Regions from separate parts of the Mus musculus genome. Here all the other regions are linked to region 3. Evidence: chromatin contacts called from public Hi-C data. All regions are on one chromosome and are shown on one strand. Each heading gives the region's core, a stretch centred on a gene start, on an enhancer-like site or on the middle of the called end of the contact. The rest is flanking DNA. Distances are from core to core; before and after follow the strand shown.

Region 1 (4,557 bases), core at 74-2,573, 210 kb before region 3:
ACTCTGTGGCCAGTGACTTCCTGCTATAGTGTCAAGGTTGGACAAGCCTGGGTTTAAGAACTGTGTTCTTAAGAACCTTAAGAACAGCTGGAGAGATGGTTCAGTGGTTAAGAGCACTGACTGCTCTTCCAGAGGTCCTGAGTTCAATTCCCAGTGACTACATAGTGGCTCACAACCATCTGTAATGAGATCTGATGTCCTCTTCTGGTACTCACATATATTAAATAAATAAATAAATAAATCTTTAAAAAAAAATTCCGGGAGCATGCCTTTAATCCCAGCACTTGGGAGGCAGAGACTTGGGAAGGCAGAGGCAGGCAGATTTCTGAGTTCGAGGCCAGCCTGGAAAACCCTGTTTCGAAAAACCAAAAGCACTGTGTTGTCTTTACTGAAGATAGCTGTCTGCAGGTTCCTTCCCGGGACATCTCTTCCCTGGGACAAGGCTTCATCTGTGAAGTTAAGGGCCTGAGACCTCTGGGTCAGCTGTCTTGTCCTGAGGTCACCTCCCGGAAATGGAAGCTCTAGGACAGCAGGAGAAGAAATAGCTCTGCTATGTCCTGGGCCATGAGGAGTGTGTGCCACTCAGAGCTAGGGTCACTAGCCTCTCTCCCACTCAGCACTCCAGAGCCCACCTCTTCTTTAGGGCCAGTGGACTTCCTGGAATCCCACCTGAAAGGGTCCCTGAGCCTCCAGAGGAGAGTCGAACCCCTGCCTGGTTGATTTACTGCTGGCTTCTGAGAAAATCAGGATAATCGTCATAACTCTGGCTGTCCTTTAGTACATTCTAGAAGAGTCTAGAAGGAAGTTCTAATTGACTGGATTCTATGTCCCTTAGGGCTTTTATTCTGTTCAGCCCTTTAGGGCAGAGAAGGCAAATCTGCACTGAGTGTCCTTTCCTTACAGACACAAGGTACAGAGAGGTTCGGGGGATTGTCTAAAGTCACACAGGCTGTCCCAGGTGAAGCCCAGTCAGAGGCCCTATCCCTTACCTCTGGGAGCCTGATGGGGGAGGTGAGGTTCTGTAGAGCTAAAGAGACAGAAGAAACCCTCCTGTACCTTCCTCTAATTCTTGTCCTGCTTGGCCTTAGAACCTATGTAGAAAATGGCAAGCTTGGCCTGCACCAAAGAACAGAACAGAGGCCCCCACCTAGAGGTGAAAGGGATTTATGCTCCTGGACCTAACCAAGAGCCTCCCTTAATGGTTCCTGGGAGCACCCAGCCATGTCCCTGCCGGTTCCGTCCCTCAGGGTTGGCATCTCTGTAGCAGTTTTACGCTCCAGAGTCTCTGAGTCATTATCTTCCCAGACACCATCCTTTTCTCCCATGTTATGGCTGCTTCTGCTGCGGATACATTCCTGTCTCCCACCCCTTCTCCGGGTGCGGGCTTTCTCTCCCCAGTTTGCCACCCCCTCCCCTACAGCTGTCACAGGGAAGGGGAGCAAGTCACAGCCCACGCTCAGAGCTGCCTGTGCAGCTGCCTCTAGACCCCCTGGACCTTGAGGTCTGTCCAGCCATAGTCTGACAATGGTGGTCACATCAGAGGTTCCAGCCATCTGGCCATTTTCCCCTGACGTCCCTGGGGCCCTTTGTGTAAGGACATGGTACACCTGCCATCGAGAATCTTCCCTCAGCAGTCATGTTAATAATTCATACTTTCAATTTCTCTTCTACCCTACCAGTAAAGATTATACTATATCTAAGCTTGCTTTATTTCCTCATTTTTTTAAGTGGGATGGTGTTAACTTCCTAGGGGTTAGAGAGTATTCTGTGTACTACGTGTGGGGTGTAACTATGGTCAAGTACTTGCCTGGTATGCAGAAGGCCCTGGGTTTGAGCCCCAGGTGGGGGGGGAAGAGAGAGAGAGAGAGAGAGAGAGAGAGAGAGAGAGAGAGAGAGAGAGAGAGAGAGAGATGCAGGAAAATTGCAGAATCAAATACAGATCCAAATCTGAATCCAGATGGCCCCTGACTTTAATTCCTGTAGTTCACTTTGGCTTTCTTCCTACCATTCTGTCTGCTGCCCACCCCCCTTCTCTCTCCCTCCCTCTTACCCTTCCTTTCTAGCTTCATCAGCCCACTTTCTGAGCAGCTCCTACCCACTAGGGATGCGGCTTCGGGACAGGGGTGCAAGACACCGTCCACAGAACTTGATTCTCTTACAGCTCGACTCTTAAAGAGCAGAAGTGCTGTGGGTCCCAGTGGGTCACAAGCCTCTCACTCACTCAGTGCTCCAATCACCAGCTTTTGGGCCACAGTGTAAAGACTCTTTAGAGACACCGAGCCAAACAAACAAGCCATCTTCCTCTGGCCCTGGTGCCACTTGTAGAGAGATGGTGGGTGAGCTCTCCCCTCCCCGCCCCTATGCTGACCACTGTGTTAGATTTCAGAATCCCTGGCATCCCAGTGGCATCTCTGTTCCTCCCCCTACTCCCAGGCATATGGCCGCCTCTTTGAACCCGATCCACCTCCCATTCTGGTTCCCTAGGAAAGGAAACTACAAACCTGTGAAGAGTTGTTTACAATTGGCTATGGCTGGGTCGGTCACAATCAGTTGAAAGAGGACTTTATTTACTGAGGGAGGTGGGCAGTGTGGACTGAGGACCAAGAGGGAGGGGAGAGGAGACTAATGGGCCAATGTTAGCTGCAAACCAGCACTCGGAAGGCAAGGCTCTACTTTCTGCTTCTGGTGTGATGGGGCCAGCGCCTGCTGTGCAGAGGTTGGGTCTGGCAGCCCCTACACCTGTGTGCTAAAAACTGCTTACACCTGATACTTACTACCTCAGTGTACTTGGGCAGGATGGCAATTTGAGAGCTAGTCTCTAATCACTTGAGCCTAAACAAGAAGCAACCTCCCATGTCCCCAGTCATAATCTTCCTTCAGACCCCTGGTCAGGTGGGGCTCAGAGCTCCTGACTCACGGAGGGCTTTAGGCAAGCTGAGGGTCTCAGTGGGGAGGGAACTAGGACCTCACGTCATCTCAGTCTCTCTCCCCAGTATCCCATTCCCAAGACACGACACTTCTGGGTTCAGGCAGATGGGTGCAACCAGAGATGGAGTCCTCAGCTGCAAGTCTCCCATGGAGCAAGACCACCGCCCATCTGCCAGGGCTCCAGCCCTGCTTTCTAAGAATAAGTGCTCAGTACTGTAGATGCCACCTGTCCACTGTCATTGTCCTGAGAACAGATAGCATAACTGCTAGAAATCACAGTGACTTCCACAAATAATAAGACTTTGAGGCTTTGAATACCTCTTTGAACCTAAAGCTTGCCTAGCCAGACCCTTAGGACCCAGCAGGGCGAGCCTGCAAATAAAGAATGGCTCAGAGAGGCTGAGCTGCCACTCACAGACAACGGGAGGGAAAATGCTGAGTCTGGGGTTCACAGCAGCTCTAGGGGGACAAAGCACCATCCCCTTGACAGACAGGTCATTCATCCCACCAAGGTCTTGTGGGGACTAAGAGACCCCTGATTTGTCTGCCCCTGGGAGTATATACCTCTCTCATACTGCCTGCACCCATTTTTTGCCATGTTCTTCCTTTGTCTGCCCTCCACCAGACCTTGCTGTTTGCTAGCCTGACCAGAGACAGTATGACCAGGGTTGCTAAAGAGAGGAAGTGGCATCTGCCAGAGGAGGACTTGACCTGTTTTCCATGTGACCTTAAATGAGTGGCATCACTCTCTTGAGCCCCCTCATCCCAGCCTCAGTATGTGGCCTCTGAGGTAGATTCTCTTCAACTCCAAAATACTTGGCTCCTACAATGTCCCTCACACCTAGTGTATGTCTCTCAATCACTATACGACCCACACATCTGTCCTGAAAAGTTTGAATTAGCCCCTGCAGAGCCCTACGGGCCTCTATACCATGAAGGTCCTGACCCCTCTGTAGGGCTGATTGGGATCTGCTTCAACATGGGCCCTCCTCATCTGCCGTTCGCCCATGCTGACCTCTGGGCACTGGCTGCAGAAATGGCTGCTCCAATGGGGCTGCCTGGGCATCTTCCATAGTCTGCTCACAGCGCTTTGGCAACAACCTGCAGCCCCATCCTTTGGCTAAAGATCTGAGTGCTCAGCCAGCCCCAGCAATCACACCTCGCGGCCCATACATTCTGAAGTCCAGAGCAGCACCCTTCACATTATGGGCTGAAATGAGGTTGACACTCCACAGTGCGTTGTGCGTTACGTGGACACCTCTTATCAGCACAGAGAGACCAACACAAAGCAGGAAGGGCCACCTCCTTCCAAACCTGATCTTTTCTTAATGAAACTCTGCTTGCTCTCTCTCCTCCTCATTAACTCCGAGCCTCCGTATGGAACTGAGTTCTGGCTTTTGAGTCACCAGTGGCTTCACCCGACATGTCCCCTTCCTCTCTCTGTCTTTCTTTTTTTCTTTAAGGTAATGAAATGTGTGAACAGTTTGTTCTCAGCTAAAAACAAGCCCTGATGGGTTCTGTACCTCCGTGTAGGAGGGAGAAGGTGGTTCCGAGTGAGGCACTGGCTGCCAGTGGAGCAGGCTGCTTTGAGAGGAGAGATGAGGAGGAAGAGGGAGGCTGGGGAGATCC
Region 2 (4,739 bases), core at 577-3,076, 230 kb before region 3:
TTCAAGGGCACATCTCCATGACCTAAAACCTCCCATGAGGCCCCACCCCTTAAAAATCTTACTGCAATGCCTTATCTGGGTACCCAGCCCTTAACACATGAGCTTTGAGTAGATTCACATCAAACCCATCATACTCCCTGGATTTTGTACACAAAGTTGTATTCGAGCACAGCCATTGGCATTTCAGCAAGTATGGTCCGCGCTACACTCTAGCTAAAGCCACAGTATCAGGATATAGTCTATGAAGCTGAAGATACTTTCTGTCTGGCCTGTCACAGACCTGGAACATAGTATGCATGTTCTATGTCACTAGACACTGGTTGATATTAGTAGATAATTGCAGTCCCCATGTTGTCTTATGGGAAGAGTTGTAGGCCAAGCTCCCAAGAACAGGTGGCTTCTGGGACTTTCTAACCAGAGAGAACTTTTTAACTTTTTAAAGTCTTCTACTGTGTTTGTTTGGGTACTCTTGTTTTTGTCTGAAGCATATTTAATAGGGACACATACTTTCTCCAACGCCATGCATTTCCTGTCTCAAGGATTGTTGGGAATTTGGACGTTGCTCTGTTCCATTGATTCATTCTGCCATCCAGGAAACCTTTCTTTTCACTCCCGCCCCAAGGTAGCCTGTTCTAGATTTCAAACTCTCAGAACTGGACAAAGGCAAGAAGTCATTTGGTTATGCTGGAACTGGACCTGTCGTCCTGTGCACACACTTAAATGTCCCCACCCCAGTGTGGTGACCCACAGAGGGTCCTCAGAGCCACCTGGGGCATGCAGACCAGGAGCCCTCACCATACAGGTAGTTCCCCTGGCAGCTTACCGTCCTGGCCTCTGGGGCCGGCTGAGGGAGAGGGAGAGGGGCTCTGGCTGCCGCAGAAGAGCAGGCCTGCCAGTGCCCCACTGACCTCGCATACTGCATTCAGGCCGGCTATTATCACTCAATTTTTATGCTGTGTTCCGGACACTGCTCTGCCTGTGTTCAACGCGCAGCTGTTAAAATATTAATGTCTGGCATGTGGCAAACATTTCAAGTATGTGGAGACTTGGGAGCTGCCTGAGCCAGGGCTTGTTGACACACTGCCACACCTGGGTATTGTTTGCTATGTAAATGCCACCGATTCCACCAGGATGCTGCTCAGCTCTGCTTCCCAGCCTGGGTCTGAGAGTGGGGCTGGTTCGGGGCTCCCTACATCCTGCACAGTGCCTGGCCCAGCCACATGGGTGTCTGTAAGGGCCATTTGCCAGAGGGCATCTGCAAAGGCAGGTTTTAGAACATTGTCTCCCAAACAGTGACCCTGAATGTTCTCTGAGGACAGCTCTATATCCAGATTTGGGGCTGGACACTGGATGGTTGGTGTGTATGTGTGTGTGTGTGTGTGTGTGTGTGTGTGTGTGTGTGTGTGTGTGTGGTAGGGACTGGTTTGACAGACCACTGTCTCTAGGTGCTTTCCAGCGACTGGAATACATACTAGAGTAGGGCAGACAAGATGTAGGCATAGGCTCCCCCTTCCCATACCCACAGCAGCTGTCCTTTTTTATCCCTCCCCTTCCCCCTCCCCTGCACTCCCAAACAGCCACACAATCCTTATCAACACAGGAAGCCACCTCCAGTCAATTGGAACAAGCCTGAGATGAAACCAATTTGTTGTCCCCACAGAGGAGAACATGAGTGATATGAAGTATACAGGGGCCTCCAAGGGGATCGCACCCTTCTGGTTGGGGGAGGCAAGGCTTGTGGAAGGAGGTGGCCCTTGCAGGGTGAGACTGATAGACCAGGAGTGTGGGCACAGGGTGGAGTGGGTGGAGCCTGAGCACAGCTGAGCGGTCACGTGCATACACAGGGCTAGATTAGGTAGTTCTGAGCATGGCGGCTCAGGGCTGCCTCTTAACCCTAGCCCTCCCCACCACCTGTTTTTTAATTCCAAAGGTGTGTGCACATGCATGTCTGCTCAAGTGTGTATTTGTGGGGGTGGGCATGGGGGGGTGCACACACGTGTGCATGCTTGCGTATGTGTCTGTGGGTCTGTGTGTATGTCTGTCTCTCTGTGTGTATGTATGTCTGTCTCTGTGTGTGTATACATGTCGGTTTCTGTGTGTGTGTCTGCCTGTGTGTGTGTGTGTGTGTGTGTGTGTGTATTTGTCTCTGTGTGTGTGTCTATGTGTGTATCTCTGTGTGTGTCTGCCTGTCTGTGTGTATCTCTGTGTGTGCCTGTCTCTGTATACGTCAGTCTCTGTGTATATATGTCTGTTTCTGTGTGTGTCTGTCTGTGTATGTCTCTGTGTGTGTCTCTCTCTGTATGTGTCTGTCTCTGTGTATATTTGTCTGTCTGTGTGTCTGTCTGTGTGTGTGTGTGTCTGTGTGTGTGTGTCTGTGTGTCTGTGTGTGTATATGTGTGTGTGTGTCTAGCTGTCTGTCTCTGTGTGTGTGTGTGTGTGTGTGTGTGAGTCTGTCTCTGTGCATATGTGTCTGTGTCTGTGTGTGTGTGTGTGCATGTGTGTGTGTGTATGTGGCAAGTGTGTGTGTGTGTTTGTGTGTTAGGATGGAGGAGGGTAGGATGAACATGTAGAGATCAGAAGATATAGTTCTTTCCTTCCATTCTTATATAGGTCCTGCGTATGAAACTCCGGCCACCAAGCAAACCCCTTTACCCACTGAGCCTTTTCACTGGTAGTACCGCAATAGCTTTAGCTGATAAAAACCCTTAGGAGACCTGTTCTTTCTCTACAAGTCTCTAAAAAGTCCTGCCAGATGAAAAGGAAAGCACTGTTGGCTTGGCATCACCAATCATGGGCCCAAGGATAGTCAGGCCTTTTCTGAAAAAGACCAGAAAGAAAATCAGCAAGCGTTTCAGGCTGAGCCCTGAGTACTCAGTGTGCTGTGGTGGCAGCATCCATGGCTGTAGACGGCACACCGGCAAGTCAGGTGTCTGTGGCTACCAAACCGTACTGGTGTACCCCAAATAAGAATTTCATTTATTTTTAATGTGGAATATCAGTATTCTTCTTCTGTTTGGGTTTATATTAACCCCAACCACTTAGTTCATTCATGTATCCGTAGCTCTCATGCAAGCCGTGGGCAGGATCTGGACTCCTAACCTGGAGAAGCATCGCTCCTCAGATGTGGTTGGCGCTTTGGGCTGCCTTCCCCTTTCGGCAGGTGTGTGCACCTGTTCTGATGGGTGTGGGAGGGGCGAAAGCTGCTTCCACAGAGCTCGTGGCTATGACATGGTCACAGCCAATCTCACGGAAAGCAAGGGTGGGTAAGAGAAGATTTAGTCAGATCGCCCACCTACAGAACATACCTTGAAGCTCTTCCGTGGGGACAGGCACATAATCTGTCTTCACTGTGTCCTCCAGACCTCCCCGAAACTCATGGTCAGAGACAGACACAAGCGCTCAGAGAGGGGCTGTAATTTTCTCAGGGGTTATTCAGCTGGCTAATGACACAGAACCACCCCGCTGCAATCCACTGGCAGATCTTTCCCCCAGTGGCAACAAGGCAAGAGCATCGCTGGGTTAAGCATCATCCTGGCCCCTGGCTCCCGGCTGTCAGGACGCACCCTGGCCTTTGCTCCCATTATTGTTCATGCCCGCTTGTGGTTGTAGCTCTCTGAGAAGGACACAGCCACCAGGCCCTGGCAGCTAGTAGCAAAAGAAGGAAGTAAAACATGATAAATTGCCGCTAATGCTGCTGGGTGACGGAGATAAAGACTTGATTGTTTGGGCAGCATAAATCAACACCCTGAGCTGGATGGGAAATAAAGCAATAATTTCAATCTATTTTCAGGGTCTTGTGGGCCGAGTGACCGTCCAGGAATTGATATCTGAGAATAGAAAAATGGATTGGGGGGGCAGGGGTTTATAGGTGGTTAAGCCGCTCTGAGTGGTTATCTTAGTATGCCCCAGGCTTGTGCAGTCCTGTGGGTGAGCTCTTGGCAGAAACATCATTTCTGCCCCACTCTCTGAAAGAACACAGCAGCTAGCCTCTGCCTCTCTAGGTGTCCTAAGCCTTGGGCTGAGCACAGTGTTCAAAACTACACGTGATAAAATTAATGTCATCAGATCGCAAGTTCCATGAGGGCAAGAAGGATGGGCATGGAGCCCATCACCATATCTCCAGGGCCCCACGTGACAGAGGGCCAATGTAGGCTATTAACAAGAATGACTGACAGCTAGATGTGGTGGCTATAGCCTGCAATCCCAACACTTGAGAGGGAGGAAGAGGAAACAGTAGGATGGGAGTTCAACGCCAGCTTCAGCTATATAAAAGCCTGGAGAGAGGGGGGAAAGGAGGAAGAGAGGGAGAAAGGGAGAAGGGAGGAAGGAAGGGAGGGAAGAAGAGGATATCCAAACAGGAAAGTCTCGGTGGGTAACACTAACTAAGACAAGGGTGGACGATGGCAGGTGCCGAGGGAAGCAGAGAAGCCAGGATGGCCTGTTTTTCCTGGGAGATCTTGGGAGCAATGAGAAAAGCTAGGGAACAAACAAAACTTGGCTGACTCTTCAGACAGACTTGGTTGAGGGAACAGGAAAGGAGGGCTTTGCAGACAGAGAACGAACAGCTCATGGGAGGGTCTGGAAGAGGGCGTATTCACACCAGCAGGTCAACTTAAACAATCTTAAAAAAAAAAAAAAAAAAAAAAAACAGAAGAAAAGCCCATCAATTTGGGCCTCTTTCTGGTTGGCTTTGTTTTGGTTTTGTGTGAAGTGAGGTAGGATCATGTGTGCATGCATAG
Region 3 (4,205 bases), core at 131-2,630:
TCAGCGTCACAGCCCAGAAGAGACAAGGTTGTAGATTCCTAATTTGCAAAAGAACTAAGCTCCCCAATCTGTTGGGAGGAAGAGCTCAGGCCACACGGGTTCCCTGCCTGGTAAGGACAGCAAGCACCCTGGGCATGGCACCGCCCTCCAGTCTTGCACTGTCGTGAACTCACCAGTCCCCAGATGCCCTAGCCCAAAAGGGCTCAGAGTGGCTCTGCACCTGTCCCCAACAGGAACTGTGCACAAGGTTAGTCACAGCATCACTCGCCCACCCCTCCTGGGGAAGGCAGGAAGGACGGTGATGAGATACCTGCTCACATTATAAGGATATATGTACCTTCTCCCATCATTTCCCTGCAGACAGCCTGAGGCCAAGAAAAGGACGTTCCTTTTGTCCTGTTACAAGTCCTTGGGTCCTTCAGCTCTCCCATTGGCCATGGAGAATGTCCCTCGGTGACATCTATCTCTCAGCACATGTGTGCATCCGCACAGCCATGTGCAGGAGAGCCTGTGTTGCAAGATCTCACGACTGCAGAGATAACTAATTACCAGCTCCCTCTGGCCTCAGGGCCCCCATCTGTTCCAGGAACTGTTCCCCCTCCTTGGACTTGCGCCCTGATCTCAGAGGGGCCCTAGTGCTCTCCTCTCCCCCATTCCCTGCGGCTGGCCAAAAAAATAAAATAAAATAAAATGAAAGTCAGCCCCATCCGGCCGATGCCAAGGAAGAGGCTGACAGGAGGGCTACAAACTAGCGCTTATCAAAAGCGCCTTCTCAAATTCATTTCAATATCTGAGCCTCTGGTTTCCAAGGCAACATAATCTTTTCATCAAAGCAACTGGTGAAACCACTGGGATCTGATATTGTTTTGTTGGCAACTTGTCAAAACTGTCATTTGGTTAAAAAAATGTTATAGATTTATGTAACCTACAAATATATATAGCGATCCATACTACTAATAATCACTAATAAAGTACTGCCCAGTACAACTCTCCCCACTGCCTCTCTACCCCATCCTGAGAAGGAAAGAGTGTAATTAGGTGGCAGGGCGGGGAGGTGACTAGGCAGGGGACAGGCTGGAGGGCTGGCTACAGCCCTAACAAGGCAAAGGCAGTCATTTGGCTTCTCCACAGAACCTTTCTCTTTGCATGTGGTCTTCCTGGGACCCCAAGTCCCTCATTCTCCTTTCTCTGACTGCCTCTCATCATTTACTCAAAATACCCATATGTGTTGGCCTGTAGCCACAGCTACTAAAGCCTATATAACCGAGAGGGGTACCAAGGTTGGCCTACAAATACTGCAGGACTAGCTCCATCAGCTCCCGGGGTTGAGCCCAGCACAGTACTGTCCACTGCCTTTCTCAGGCTGGGAAAGAGCGTGCTGGACAGATCCTGTCCAAGGACACCAAGGACAATGGCAGGCAAGGGGCCAAGGCACGGTTTCTGTTTCATAGTGTGACTTTGTCTCCGCCCACAGGCTCCCAGCGAGTACGAGACCAGTCCTGAACAGCTCTTCTACCGGATCGCCCACCTGAACCGGGGACAGCAGTACTTGCTATGGGTGGCTGCGGTCACCTCTGCAGGCAGGGGGAACAGCAGCGAGAAGGTCACCATTGAACCTGCTGGCAAGGGTGAGAAGCCTGTGCCTAGGGTCTGATAGAAGCTTCCAGAAGCTCATTTGCAGAATTCTGGCTCCTCCCAAATAGGTGCTGCGTCCCTTCCCCAGTACTTTGGCTGTGGGGAGATGGCCAGTAGTCTCCCTTCTGCATCCACCAAAGAATAACCCTCTGCTGCCCCCTGACTCTGGAAAAGTCACACAACAAGCTACAATCAGGCCCTTGCTTGAGGGCTATACTGTTAACTCTCCTCTGACTTGAGATTCCCCCTCCAGCCCCCATCCACAGCAGAGCCTTGGTCTTAGCACTCAGCTCCTGAATGAGGAGCATCTCAGGATATGGGATACATGGATGCTTCCATGGGGCCTTTGGGACTCCAGAGAAAGCCTCATGCTGCAACCAGAAAGTGCAGGCTCAGTGCTCCTTTACCCGCCAGCAGGCTGGGGAACAAGACCTTCTCAGGGCAGGCCTCACTGATCCCTGATCTGGGCATGAGGGACTGCCCATAGGTATTCCCAATCTTTGAAGAGAATGATAGCTCTGAGGTCCTACCCAAAACTCAGTATCACTCACACAATGGAACAATGGCCTCTTGTCTGTCTTGGCCAAGGGGCAGAAGAACTGGCAACAGTAAGCTTCAAGTCTTCCAGTATCTCCAGCCTCTAGGCACCTTCCTCTTGCCCTGCCCCTTCCCTTCCCCAATCAATCCCAAGCTCACCTGACTCTCCCAGGCCTGGCTTGCCTTGGAAGGAGAGAAGCCTCCCTGTTGTCCACAGAGACAGAGCCAGCAAGCCTCCACCTGAGGGTCCATGGTAAGCCATGGGCTCACCCTTGCAGCCTTCCATCCAGCTGCACGGCCTGGCCATCCCAGACAGCTGAGATGTGCCGTGTTGAGCCTTGCAGCTCTGAGTCAGAGCTCCTTGCATATCACTGTCTCCACATCCTCACCTCCTTACCTCCTTCTCGGGGTACCACCTATCCTTTCTCCAGATCTCACCTCCTTCAGAAGCAAAGGAGCCTAGAGTCTTCCCCCTTCCCAGGACAAGGCCCTAGGTCCTGAGCTCTTGGCAGAAGTCTGTCCCCTGCCCCTGTGAGCATCAAATACAACCCATTCCTACACAAACACAGCTATCCCGTAAGGTTGAGCACCTCTGCCATACTTACACAAACTCACACAAATTCATACTTACACACACATACACATATCCTCTCCTACCCAAAATGCCCTTCTCCTGTGCGCCTTGCCCCTGCTAGAACGCCATCACTCCCTAGATGGCCTGGAATCCTTGTCACCCACCATCTTCTTCAGAACCAGCAGACCTCGGGTCCCATCGGTCCTTGTCCCCATTCTGTCACAGGACCACCTCCACCAAAGCAGCCAGTTTATCCAAAATTCTCCCCTGACTTGGACTGTCAATTCAGGGAGCAATGTGAATGGGGTTAGGGGGAACATGAAGGATAAAAAGCAGGGTGACCCTCATGTTCTCCTCTCTATAGCCCCAGCAAAGATCATCTCATTTGGAGGCACTGTAACAACACCCTGGATGAAAGATGTCCGGCTGCCTTGCAATTCAGTAGGAGATCCAGCCCCGGCTGTGAAGTGGACCAAGGACAGGTAGGTGGTTGACCCTGAAGGAGTGGTGTGGCTCCAGAGAGACAGAGAGCTGCTTGGCCATCATCACTGTGCCCTGCGGTGGCCCTACAGGGCGTATGACACTGCTCATAGCAGTATCCAAGCCACTGCTTCTCCCCACCCCCCAACTATAACCTTCTTCGTGTGTGGGAAGAAAGACAGGAGTTCCCTGGAAATCCCTGGGAAGTACAGAACAAAACCCCAAGGACCCAAAATCCCCTATAAGCCTCCTCCTACCTTTCTTCCATTTGCCCTCACACGTGGGGCGTCGGGGTGGGGCAGGACTAGAGAGAGGGTGTCATAACCCACACCACCTCCTGGTCTGGCAGTGAAGACTCAGCAATCCCCGTGTCCTTGGATGGACACCGGCTTATCCACACAAACGGCACACTGCTGCTTCGTGCTGTGAAGGCTGAAGACTCCGGCTATTATACCTGCACAGCCACCAACACTGGTGGCTTTGATACCATCATCGTCAACCTTCTGGTACAAGGTGAGACTCTGCAAAGCAGGCAGTGTGAGTGGCGACAGGGACAGGGACAGGAATCTCAACCTGTTCAAGAGACTGAATGACAAAGAAAGGCAACCCTGGGTGTTGGGGGTGGGAGGTCTTGGTGGGACTGAGGTGAGAAAGGGAGAGTAGGCATGAGGGATGGGAAAGGCTATGGGAGAGCCGGTACCTTTCTGTTGGGACACTCCAGACCTTTTGCACTGAGAGCTAGTGGTTTTCCCTCACAGTTCCCCCGGACCAGCCCCGCCTCACTGTCTCCAAAACCTCTGCCTCTTCTATCACCCTGACCTGGATTCCAGGAGACAATGGGGGCAGCTCCATCAGAGGTAAGGAGGGGAGGGAACTACTCACCTGTTTCTAATACTTGGTCCCATAATCCCCGAGAATCTGGAGGGTAATTCAGACTGTGAGGCATACATGGAGAGCGCTCCCACCCCCTCCATTTGTG

The links. A called contact is a pair of places that touch in the nucleus more often than the background predicts.
Region 1: a contact with region 3 is called in a Hi-C map of cerebral cortex, with 1.7 times the contacts expected there. The contact joins two enhancer-like sites. A contact is called at or near these places in 6 of 484 Hi-C or Micro-C datasets (the N1E-115 cell line, cerebellum, cerebral cortex and 3 more), 1 of 115 datasets of contacts at active chromatin or transcription factors (embryonic basal ganglia) and 2 of 9 other capture datasets (adipose tissue and pancreatic islet).
Region 2: a contact with region 3 is called in a Hi-C map of the N1E-115 cell line, with 2.9 times the contacts expected there. The contact joins two enhancer-like sites. A contact is called at or near these places in 3 of 484 Hi-C or Micro-C datasets (the Ba/F3 cell line, the N1E-115 cell line and nephron progenitors), 2 of 115 datasets of contacts at active chromatin or transcription factors (embryonic basal ganglia and embryonic stem cells) and 1 of 9 other capture datasets (embryonic stem cells).

What each region holds. Positions count from the first base shown.
Region 1 is chr9:45,533,393-45,537,949 of GRCm38.p6, forward strand. All of the region lies in intron 3 of Dscaml1 (DS cell adhesion molecule like 1), which reads left to right. Among named protein-coding and RNA genes, the nearest start is that of Gm22069, 99 kb to the right of the region's middle. Within about 2 kb of position 1,324, at least 13 of the 459 cell types and tissues checked have an H3K27ac peak or open chromatin away from gene starts, as enhancers often do. A contact at or near this core is called in the N1E-115 cell line, cerebellum and cerebral cortex, where this site is marked.
Region 2 is chr9:45,504,030-45,508,768 of GRCm38.p6, forward strand. All of the region lies in intron 3 of Dscaml1 (DS cell adhesion molecule like 1), which reads left to right. Among named protein-coding and RNA genes, the nearest start is that of 4833428L15Rik, 75 kb to the left of the region's middle. Within about 2 kb of position 1,827, at least 59 of the 459 cell types and tissues checked have an H3K27ac peak or open chromatin away from gene starts, as enhancers often do. A contact at or near this core is called in the N1E-115 cell line, where this site is marked.
Region 3 is chr9:45,739,006-45,743,210 of GRCm38.p6, forward strand. Dscaml1 (DS cell adhesion molecule like 1) reads left to right here. Exons shown (of 33, transcript NM_001081270.2): 21 at 1,475-1,628; 22 at 3,111-3,228; 23 at 3,576-3,739; 24 at 3,985-4,083. Among named protein-coding and RNA genes, the nearest start is that of Cep164, 88 kb to the right of the region's middle. Within about 2 kb of position 1,381, at least 49 of the 459 cell types and tissues checked have an H3K27ac peak or open chromatin away from gene starts, as enhancers often do. A contact at or near this core is called in the N1E-115 cell line, cerebellum and cerebral cortex, where this site is marked.